2 separate regions of the Mus musculus genome follow, and region 2 is linked to region 1. The links are chromatin contacts, called in public HiChIP or PLAC-seq maps. All regions are on one chromosome and are shown on one strand. The core of a region is the stretch at or near the end of the contact, and the rest is flanking DNA. Distances in the headings are between cores, read along the strand shown. Region 1 holds the start of Npm3 (nucleoplasmin 3). Region 2 has its middle 4.4 kb from the start of Gm29595.

The links. HiChIP or PLAC-seq counts read pairs in DNA pulled down with a chosen protein or histone mark.
Region 2: a RAD21 HiChIP or PLAC-seq map of pro-B cells shows a contact between it and region 1, with 3 times the contacts expected there. The contact joins the enhancer-like site here to the promoter of Npm3 in region 1. A contact is called at or near these places in 12 of 39 promoter capture datasets (the 3T3-L1 cell line, the C10 cell line, the HPC-7 cell line and 8 more), 2 of 15 datasets of contacts at CTCF or cohesin (large pre-B cells and pro-B cells), 26 of 484 Hi-C or Micro-C datasets (the Ba/F3 cell line, the G1E-ER4 cell line, LSK cells and 6 more), 23 of 115 datasets of contacts at active chromatin or transcription factors (astrocytes, bone marrow-derived macrophages, cardiomyocytes and 14 more) and 2 of 9 other capture datasets (embryonic stem cells and embryonic tail).

What each region holds. Positions count from the first base shown.
Region 1 is chr19:45,747,575-45,752,201 of GRCm38.p6, forward strand. Npm3 (nucleoplasmin 3) reads right to left here and starts at 1,991. Exons shown (of 6, transcript NM_008723.2): 1 at 1,865-1,991; 2 at 1,483-1,568; 3 at 1,176-1,295; 4 at 972-1,065; 5 at 590-706; 6 at 160-477. The coding sequence starts at 1,982. The coding sequence ends at 597. It overlaps Oga (O-GlcNAcase), which reads right to left. Exons shown (of 16, transcript NM_023799.4): 16 at 2,681-4,627. The coding sequence ends at 4,570.
Region 2 is chr19:45,305,137-45,310,323 of GRCm38.p6, forward strand. No RefSeq gene overlaps it. Among named protein-coding and RNA genes, the nearest start is that of Gm29595, 4.4 kb to the left of the region's middle. Within about 2 kb of position 3,000, at least 59 of the 459 cell types and tissues checked have an H3K27ac peak or open chromatin away from gene starts, as enhancers often do. A contact at or near this core is called in the Ba/F3 cell line, the G1E-ER4 cell line, the HPC-7 cell line and 2 more, where this site is marked.

The DNA.
Region 1 (4,627 bases), core at 741-3,240:
AAGGCCGAGGAACTTAGGCCTGCTTTGGGCCCAAAGCCCTGGGGAATCGGATCCCACATCTCACCAACTCAAGAGCTAGGTCAACCTTTGTGCGGCCACAGTGCCACCTGGTGGTCCCTGGGGAAATGTCATCTCAGCATTGAAAAAGCCACACAAGGATTGCAAAACAACCAACCGTACACCACTTTATTTAGATATTTATCAAAAAAAGTACAAAGTGTTAAAAATGTGTTCTGAACTTCATGTTCTTTTGTTTTTTGTTTTTTGTTTTTTTTTTTGCAGTGCTGGGGACTGAATCTGGGTTAGGTGGGTCAGAAGAGGTGTTCAAAGGTTGTCCCACCCCAATAGAAAAGGGAAGCCTCAGGAACCACAGTCCATCCCTCCCTCCCACCCCCTATTCTCTTCATCGAGAAAACCATTCTTGAACTTGTCCAGGAACATACGGAGCATGGCACCTGTAGCAAGCAGTTACCTGATCTGAGAAAAGCAAGAATGAAGTCAGAGTCTTCCTCCTCACCTGCTGCCCCTAAACTTCCCAGATCCTTCGGGAATCCCACCAACCGACCCCACCCTCCACCCACACACTCACCAGGGGGCTAAGGCCTGCCCCTGTGCTTCTTGGCAGGAAGGATGCCACACAGCTTAATTTCATCTTCTTCGCTCTCATCATCACTTTCTTCTTCAGAAAGGTCGTTGTTTATACAAACTGGTGGATACACAAGGATAGAGCCACTCATTCAGCTGCTAGGCTGACAGGGAACCTCATCTCCCAGAGTCCCCAAGTCTAGATGGAAAAGAGCCCACCCACCTCGCTGGAGTTGGACCCCTGGGGCAGGCAGGGTACAGCAAGTTCCCAGGCCTGAAGGAGGCAGTGGGAGGCACAGAATACTGGAACCATAGCCTGAGATGCAGGACACACTAGGAGATGAGACTGGGGTAAGTCGGGAGTGGAGAGGGCCCACTCTTCTCACCGATCTGATGCCGGCCAGTGATCCGAACTGGGCCAGAACCGGACTTCAGGCGGAAGGTGACAGGTGGTTGGAGTTGGAAATCATCCACACTGAGCTGGAAGACAAGAATGACGGGCTGAGCCGTGCTGGCCCACCCACTTGGAGATCAATACCGAAGTTCTCAGTCCCACCAGACTCCGAGAGGAATGAACGGCTCCAACTCACCATGGGCTGGCAAGACAACCTGAGGTTGGCCACAGGAACTGCAATCTCCTGATTGTCGTGATCCCGGGCCACAACTTCCACCACATTACACTCGTCCGTGGCCCCCTCGGTAAGGCACAGCTGAAAGGCAGGCAGAACCTCAGCGTCTCAAGTGAGGGAGGGCTGACACCAAAGCCAAGGCGTCTTACCCCAAAATCGGCCTAGTCCCAGTGGCACCGGATGCGGGGACCAGAGGGTGGAGGAGAGGGGCGACAGGCGGAGTGTCGGCTAGCCCCCCGCATCTCCAACTCCCTCTGCGGCCCCTTACCATGTTCAACGCCAGCACGTGCTCCGTGTCATCCTCCTCCTCAACCTTGAAAGTGAAGGAGCGGGTGTGGCCGGAGAGCTCACAACCTGCAAGAGCCAGCGAGTGTCGCCTGGGTACACGCGTGGAGGGGACAGCGCGCGAGGACGCTCCACAAACTCCGCTGTCCCCTCCACCCGGCCATGTGCCGCGGCGGCGGGGGGGGAACCGGCCGCTTGCTCGCCCAGAACACGTGGACGGGCATCCCACTCGGGAAGAACCGGTTAGGGCGAGCGAGCGAGGAGCCCTCGGCCCACAGCTGCGCCCGGCCACAGCGGCGCCCGGCCGCCTTCCTCGGCCACGCCTCACCCGCCCCGTACCACTCTGCCACTCCCGCGTTCAATACCGAAGAAGAAACTGTCCATTGTGACCGGGGCCGGGACCCTCAGGCCCCCGACGCCCCCAGCTCGGGCTCGGCTCTCTTGGTTCAAGAACGCTAAAGCAGCCGCCGCGCCGGCCGCCATGCTGAAACGGCCGTGAGCGCCCCGCCCCCCGCCTCAGCCAGTTCCGGTCCCGCCCATTAAAGGAGCCGCGCTCGCCACACGAAGCAGGGAGGAGCAGTCGTCGCCTCTTCCACGAGGACAGGTAACAAGGCCCCAGAAGAAATCTCCACGAGGGCTTAAAGTTAGCGTCCACTCACTGAAGCCCCTTCTTCCAACCCGGGGATATATACATACAGATGTTAGTGTAAACCTTTCGTATCTCCTTTTTCAGTAAACTTGGGGTACGGAGCAGCCATTTTTACTCACACCCCCCCCCCCCCCCCCCCCCCCCCCGCTTCCTGATCATGCTGGAGGCTTGACAGCCAAGACCTAAACTCAGATGTGGAGATCAACTACTGTTCATAGTACAGCCTCCTCTTTAGGCGACCCACCCCCCCCCTCCACCACCAAAATTCCTTTATCTAAGGAAATGAAGCCATGTTCCAGTGAGGAACTCTGTGACACCCCCCCCAACTTCACACAAATTTTACCTGTAGTAAACAGAGCAACTTACTTAAAAACAAAAACAAATGTACTTTTCTGAGAAAAATCTTTGCTGTGGAAGGCAGGAGGGCAGGGCTGTCTTCAATCCAGCCTACACTGAAATAGCTTCGGATACCTAAGGGATCAAGAGATGTGAGGGAAAAAAAGGGAGAACCCAGAGAAAAAGCAGCACAGCACACATTCACTTCAAGTTTTATTGTGCCTCTTGCATGGTCTGCAGATAGGTTTACAGTTCGTTTTCTATAGGAACTGAGCTGTGATCTAAACAATGAAATGTTATTCCAACATTAATAAATATTCATAACCATGGAAGATGGCAGAGCACTTTATCCTACAGCAATGACAGTAGAGACCTGGACATGTTTTCACTTATGTCCAGAAGATCATCCCATGTGATTATTGAAAGCCAACATTAAACAAAAAGCAACTTGTTCAATTCCTGATTCCGTATGAAACTCTGAAACGCTCTGAATAAAACCTTGTAATTCTCACTGAGGCATGAGATGGATTCAGAACGCTAAGGAACATTAAACGGTCTTAATATCTAGTAACAATTTTGCCCCTCACCCCAGCCTTCAAAACCAACCTTGACTTAGGTTTCACAGCACATCCTATCGCAAAGGTTCGCACCCTAAGGAGGCGGCACATTTCAGCACACTCTTGGGCCTCTGGTTCTTGGGCCTCCCTGGGTCCACTCTATATAGTGCTAAAAGACTACCTCACAAGCTCACACTGGAGTTCTAGAAAGGAAAATGTTTCAAGCTCCCTCTTCTCTCTCCCCCCTCAGCTCAAAGTTCAAAAGCTATGTAGAACTGGAGGAAAGCAAGGTAACAAAAGACTGTTGAAAATCTATGACGTTACTAGATAGCTAGCCATGATTAAAGAATAATAATCCTGCAGACACTATGTGCCAGCTTCATGCTCAAAACCCTTAAATTCACCAAATCTAAATTAAAATAACATGAAGTTTTCAGAATCTCTGATTAAAAGAAAAAGTATACATATTGTTAACATATACTTATTCTTTCTTTTAAAAATTAGATACAAACATGCAAGAATTAAGGACTGATTCGATTAAACCAGTAGTTAACAGGTCTTTGCGATTAAATGACAACTGTTCAAGGACAAAGGAGACCACTGGTCAGTCCCCTTACCCTTACTTAACAATGTCAGAACATTTCACATGCGGATCTGCTATTAAGGTTAATTCCCAGGAGTTACTGCACTTCCCAACATATCTGAGTCATAAGAAGTTAGGTGCTCATACCCTAAATAGTCATGGCCTAACCCTATGTGGGAGGCACTTCAAAAATAAAAACTATTAGGAAGAAAAGGACAGATGTAAAGGAAATCTACCATTCACTGATTTACATAATTCAAAGTGCCATCCTAAACCAACACCTTTCATTTTCAAAGGAAAAAAAAACCCCATAATATATAAAACAGTAAACAAAGAACAGTCGGGTTACAGCTAATCTATATACAGAGATTTACAAGTTTGTCAATTTAGGCCTTGGCCACAAACAAATGCACATTTGTCCCTAACAAAGCTCAATGGCCTGAACCAACAGTTACAGGAGACAGTTGCCCAGAACTTTACAAAAAGCAGAAAAATTGCCCAAATTGAAACTCACTAAATTTCTCATTCCAGCCATGTCTCCAAAGAACAGAGACATTTCATCCAGCACACCAAGGAGAGTAAAGAGAGTGAACTTCGTTGCTCTTAGGTGAGAAATGCAACCACACTGGATGCAGAAAATAGTGCTGACTCCATTTATTTAAGAATCTCTCCCTAGAGAGCCCCACGTAAGAGGCCCTGACCCTAACACAAGACCCAAAGAGGAGCACACCACAAGCTGCACGGGGTATGCAGCAATACTATCTTCTCCCAACCAGTGAGCATCTGAGAAGGTGATGGGTGCGCTTTACAGTCATCTTTGTTTCCAAGTCAACTGGCTGATCTGCTGCCGCTCCAGCTCCAGACACTGAACTGTGTGAAGACCTCAACCACCAACCACAAGGCGGAGTTAAGGGACTTTTGGACAGTTCACAGTACCAACAAGTGTCACAGGCTTCGACCAAGTATAACCACATCCTTTGGAAATCCTTCCATTTTTGCAATT
Region 2 (5,187 bases), core at 1,750-4,249, 440 kb before region 1:
ATAAACAGTATTAAGAGCTGTCTGTGAGGTTGTAAGAACCTGCCTTCATGTCTGTTAGGGGCCAGAGAGATGGCTCAGTGGTTAAGAGCACTGGTTGCACTTCCAAAGGTCCTGAGTTCAATCCCTAGCACTGACATGGAGGCTCACAAACATCTCTAATGAAACCTGATTCCCTCCTCTGCTGTGCATGAAAACAGAGCACTCATGTACATAAAAGAAAAAAATCTAAAAAATAAAATTAATGTCCTTCTAAAGGGCTGGGAGGAAGCCAGGTGGTGGTGATGCACACCTTTAATCCCAGCACTTGGAAGGCAGAGGCAGGTGGATCTCTGTCTGAGTTTGCGGCCAACCTGGTCTACAAAGCGAGTTCCAGGACAGCCAGGACTACAATGAGAAACCCTGTCTTAAAAACAGGGCTGGAGAGATGGCTCAGTGGTTAAGAGCACCGACTGCTCTTCCGAAGGTCCTGAGTTCAAATCCCAGCAACCACATGGTGGCTCACAACCATCCATAATGAGACCTGATGCCCACTTCTGGTGCATCTGAAGACAGCTACAGTGTACTTAGATATAATAATAAATAAAAAAAGAAACAAACAAAAAACAAAAAAACAAGAAGGGGTTTGGGGGAGCCTATCTGTCTATACCCTACTATTTGAGGGTGCAGCAAGATGTACCATCTATGAAGCAGAGAGGGAGCCTTGACCAGACCCTGAGTCTTCTGCTAGCCTTGAACAGTGTGGGGAATAATTTTTAGTGACTTACATTTTGTTATAGCAGCAGGAGCAGACTAAGACCTCTCAAACAGACTGGGGCTGAGAGCACAGTGCATATGTACAGTGAGTGTGTGCACATCTAGGACACAGGTGCTATCACTTTTAAAGCAGTTTTGGTTTTTCTGTGCCAATCAAATTAGGAAACTCGGGGTTGGGGCTGTAACTTAGTTAATAGAGGGCTTGGCTAGCACACATGAAGACCTAGGTTGGATACTAACACAAATGCACACTTGCTCATCTCAGGTGAAGGTCGGAGATCAGAAGTTCAAGGATATCTTTGGGTGCACAGTGCTTTCGGGGCCAGCCTGGACTACATAAAATCCTGACTCAAAAATAAACAAATTAGGAACTTGACATTTTGGAGGAGAAAGAGCGGAGTCCCACAGGGGAGAGATAACTCCCATTTCTCCAGGCCTTATGAAGATAGACTTCCAGGATGTGATTCAGGATCATCTGCCCAACAAGCTATCAGATGATTCAGGGAATGGGCTTTGGAAAGAGCTGGAAGCAGAGAAACATACATTCACATTCACAGAAGCTCAGAACCCCTCTCTTCCCTTTCCCTGCTTAAGTGGACGGACGGCGGGAGACTGGGTTCAGAGGATAAGGGACCCATGAAAGCAGCTATGCTGTTTCTCGGGATGAAAGAAAGTTGCCAGGAGCTGGGAGGTTGAAGGTCTGGATAAAGATCCCAGCTTTACAGAGAAATACTCCCAGCCTGGGCATGAGCCTTGTCATCAAGGATGCTGTTAGCTGTTTCACTGTGATTGGCACTGAGCCTCTCTGCTTTTAGGTTCTTTACCTGGAAAAGGAAAATACTACATTCCAGTTCTAATTTCTTCGTAGTCCTGGTTGTCCTGGAACATGCTCTGTAGACCAGGTTTGTCCTTGATCCACCTGCCTCTGCCTCTCAAGTTCTGGAACTAAGGGAGTGTGCCACCACTGTCTGGCCTGTTCTAATTTCTATAGTGTTTGGAGAGCTGGACTTGGGAAGGAGTAAAGCTATTTCAGGGCTGAATATTCAGACTTCTGAGATGGACAAAGACAGTTAATTGTACTGAAAGTGAGTGAAGCCTGAAATCTCTCAAGGGACACTTGGAGTCGAGGAACTGCTGTGACCAGGACAAGTGCAGAGCAGTAAATCAGCCCAGCTGTGGGACTGAAGAAAGGCAGGCTAGAATCACCAAGCAGTGCCACCTAAATTGTCTCTGCCCTGGGATCCAGCGCCAAAGCCCAGGAGTGATGGGAAGAAACTCCAATTAACAAGGCAGCTGTCAGTCAATCTCAATGGCAGGAAATCTGTGTGCTATTATGATCTGTACTTGGGCAAGGAATATTGGCTAGGAAGTGAGATTCTGTGTTTCCTTTCTCCAGTTTTCTTAGTAAGTTGCCTGCCTGAGAGCATTAACATCCCTTCCGCTGTTAGAGCAGAGGAGGAATCCGGGCACCCCTGGTGGTAGAGCTGTGGTTAGCAGGGGCAACACCTTTTTAGACTTGTTAGAGGAACTGGGTACAGAGTATGAAGCAGGTGGAAGGAGCCAGCATGTGAGTGTTGGGGCGGGGGTAGTGAGAGTAATGGAGACACCCCACCGTCCTCTTGACTTGCCAAGATGAAACCGAACAAGCCAGTAGGGAGACTTGGAGCGGAAAATCGCCTTGGATGATATTCCCCAGAGAGAAAGGACTAGAAGCCCAGAGTCATGGGCAGCCAGAAGCCAGCAGTCAGGGGAAGAGAGGTGAAGAGAGAAGCTATCCCTTTCCACGGATGTGCCTTGGCCCCTGACCAAGCGAAGAGGGGCAGATTTTCTGTCTTGTCCCAAGCCCCTGCATCTGCCACCTTGTTTACTTCATGTCTATTTATAGTCACAGGCTCTAAGCCTGGTATGGGACTCTGCGATTTATATGACTATAAACTTCCAAAGGGCACTGAGAACTGGCAGGGCAAAGATAGGGACAGAGGCAGGCCTCCCACGGTCAACGCATCTACCCTCCCACCTACTCTGACCTTAAATGCTACCAAAGGACAAGAGGTTCTAAGACCAGACTCAGAACACCAAGCCAGGGGCAGGAAGCCACATCACTGGTTTGACCCTTCTTCCCCTGAGTCCTGGATGTGGGGTGAGGTACAGATGTTTTAGTCTGATCTCCTTCACACACTTGGGAGCGTGTAGCGAACTTCTGTGTGGTAGCGTGGTTTCATCAGACAATGACTGAGTCTGAGCGACTCTAGACTTCAGAAGAGGAAGTGGAAGTGAAGACCTGCAGCCCAGGCTCTGCCTGCCCTATCCACTGACCAACAGGAAGAAAGATGAACCATTCTCATGGCCTCCTTCTCAGGGTGCCCTTGGAGGCCTGAGCCAGCCCACCCCTCACTCAGATCAGAGATGGTTAAGGCCTGACTATAGGATTCTGAGAGGAGCTCCTTGCCCTGTCTTTCCCCCCTAGGAGGCCCCCTGTTCAGACTCTCTACTTAATAAGTCTCCCTCTTTATGCTTGCCCACTCTCTTGCTCCTCAAGTGTTTTTAAGACTTTGAACGAGTGTCTAGACTGAGTTCTCCCTGCCCAATCCATACCAACCTCCCACGGTGCACTCCACCTTCCAACCCCCACCCTCCACTAGTCCCTACTCCAGGATCTGTCATATGAGCATTAAGGCTGGGTATATCTAAGTTCTCTGTCTGTCTCGTCTGTGTGTGTGATGTGACAAAAAAAAAAATAAATAAAATGTTATTTCTGGATATGTCTGTGAGGGTGTTCCCAGGAGAATGTTCACTTTTGGTCATTCGGCTTCTAGAAGGAAGATCTGCCATCACTCAGGTGAGGGGCAGCATCCAATCCACTGAACAAAGAGCAGAAGACCAAGCTCTGCTTGTCCTCCTGCCCTAGGAGGTGGCATTGCTGGTTCAGCCTCCCACCAGGACTCCCACCTGTCGTTCTCAGGACTAAGACTATGCTCTACTGTGACAGCTCCTAGCGACAGATCTTGGTACTTCTCAGCTTCCATGATCTGTGAGCCAATCCTTCACAGCAATAAATCAATGCCTCTCTCCTTCCCTTTCTTTCCTTCTGCCCTCTCATCTCAATCATGTCTGCTTCTCTGGCGATCCTTAATCCAGTGTCTGAACTCCAGGAGCTGGGTGGGGCAGGTATGAGGAAGAGAAAGCAAGCTGCATCCGGCTGGAAGGAGGGCAGAACTCCCTTCCTGCCCTCTCCAGGGGGAGGCAGCAGAGGACCATGGGAACTGCCCCATCCAGCTATAAGCACAAGGTTCCTTCAGGTCCTCTATCCACTGTGGAGTCCATATGGAGGCACTCGCCACTCGCGTGGTCTGAAGTTTTCACACTTGCAGCCCATTTCTCTGGTGCAAAGATACCTTGGGAAAGCTAGCCTGTTTTCAACTTAGTCTCCTGCCCCTTCTGTTCATTCTTTTTTTTTTTTTTTTAAAGATTTATTTATTTATTATGTGCAAGTACATTGTAGCAATCTTCAGGCACTCCAGAAGAGGGTGTCAGATCTCATTACAGATGGTTGTGAGCCACCATGTGGTTGCTGGGATTTGAACTCAGGACCTTTGGAAGAGCAGTCAGTGCTCTTAACCACTAAGCCATATCCCCAACCCCTTCCATTCATTCTTGAGCAGTGATTTCTTACATAAATAAGCAAACCAAGCCAAAACACTTTTTTTTTTTTTTTTTTTTTTTTTTTTTTTTTTTTTTGGAGACAGGGTCTCTCTGTATAGCTCTGGCTGTCCTGGAACTCACTTTGTAGACTAGGCTGGCCTCGAACTCAGAAATCCGCCTGCCTCTGCCCAGTGCTGGGATTAAAGGCATGCGCCACCACGCAAAACACACTTTTGTCTGCAGCTCCTGCCGCTCTTTATACCTCTCAGCTCTCATCACTGTGGGCCGAATGTGACATCAGCCTGCATAGAGCCAGTCTGGCTGGTTTAGTTTCTCTGTGTTCCCTGGGTCATCACTACGATGACTACTTTTAGGTAGAACATACCCAATCTTCCCTGGTGTCTCTTCTTCTCCACTCCTATCCAAACACTTGGCAGACTCACTTTCTTGGGTACAGGGACTGGGTCTGGCCCTGGAGATGACGAGGAAGACAGTCCTGTGTCAGCCAGCATTGGGCAGTGATGATTTGGAGGATCTAAATGCCTCAGCCTAGAAATCACACCCTCCCCCGGGCATGGGACTCTGGTCCCTCAGTCTGATAGGAAATTGGCCTTGGGAAGATCAAAGACAGGTGGAGGAGGAAGGTTAGGAGAGAAGAGGACAAGGGCATTTCAGCTGTTGACATAGTTTAGGAGCTAAAAGGCTTGGAAGTTAGACCTTGGGGCAGAGATCATCTCCGGTTCAAGGCTGGAGTGGGGTTGGGACAGGTGGCCTTGCTTGGAGGCCAAGAGG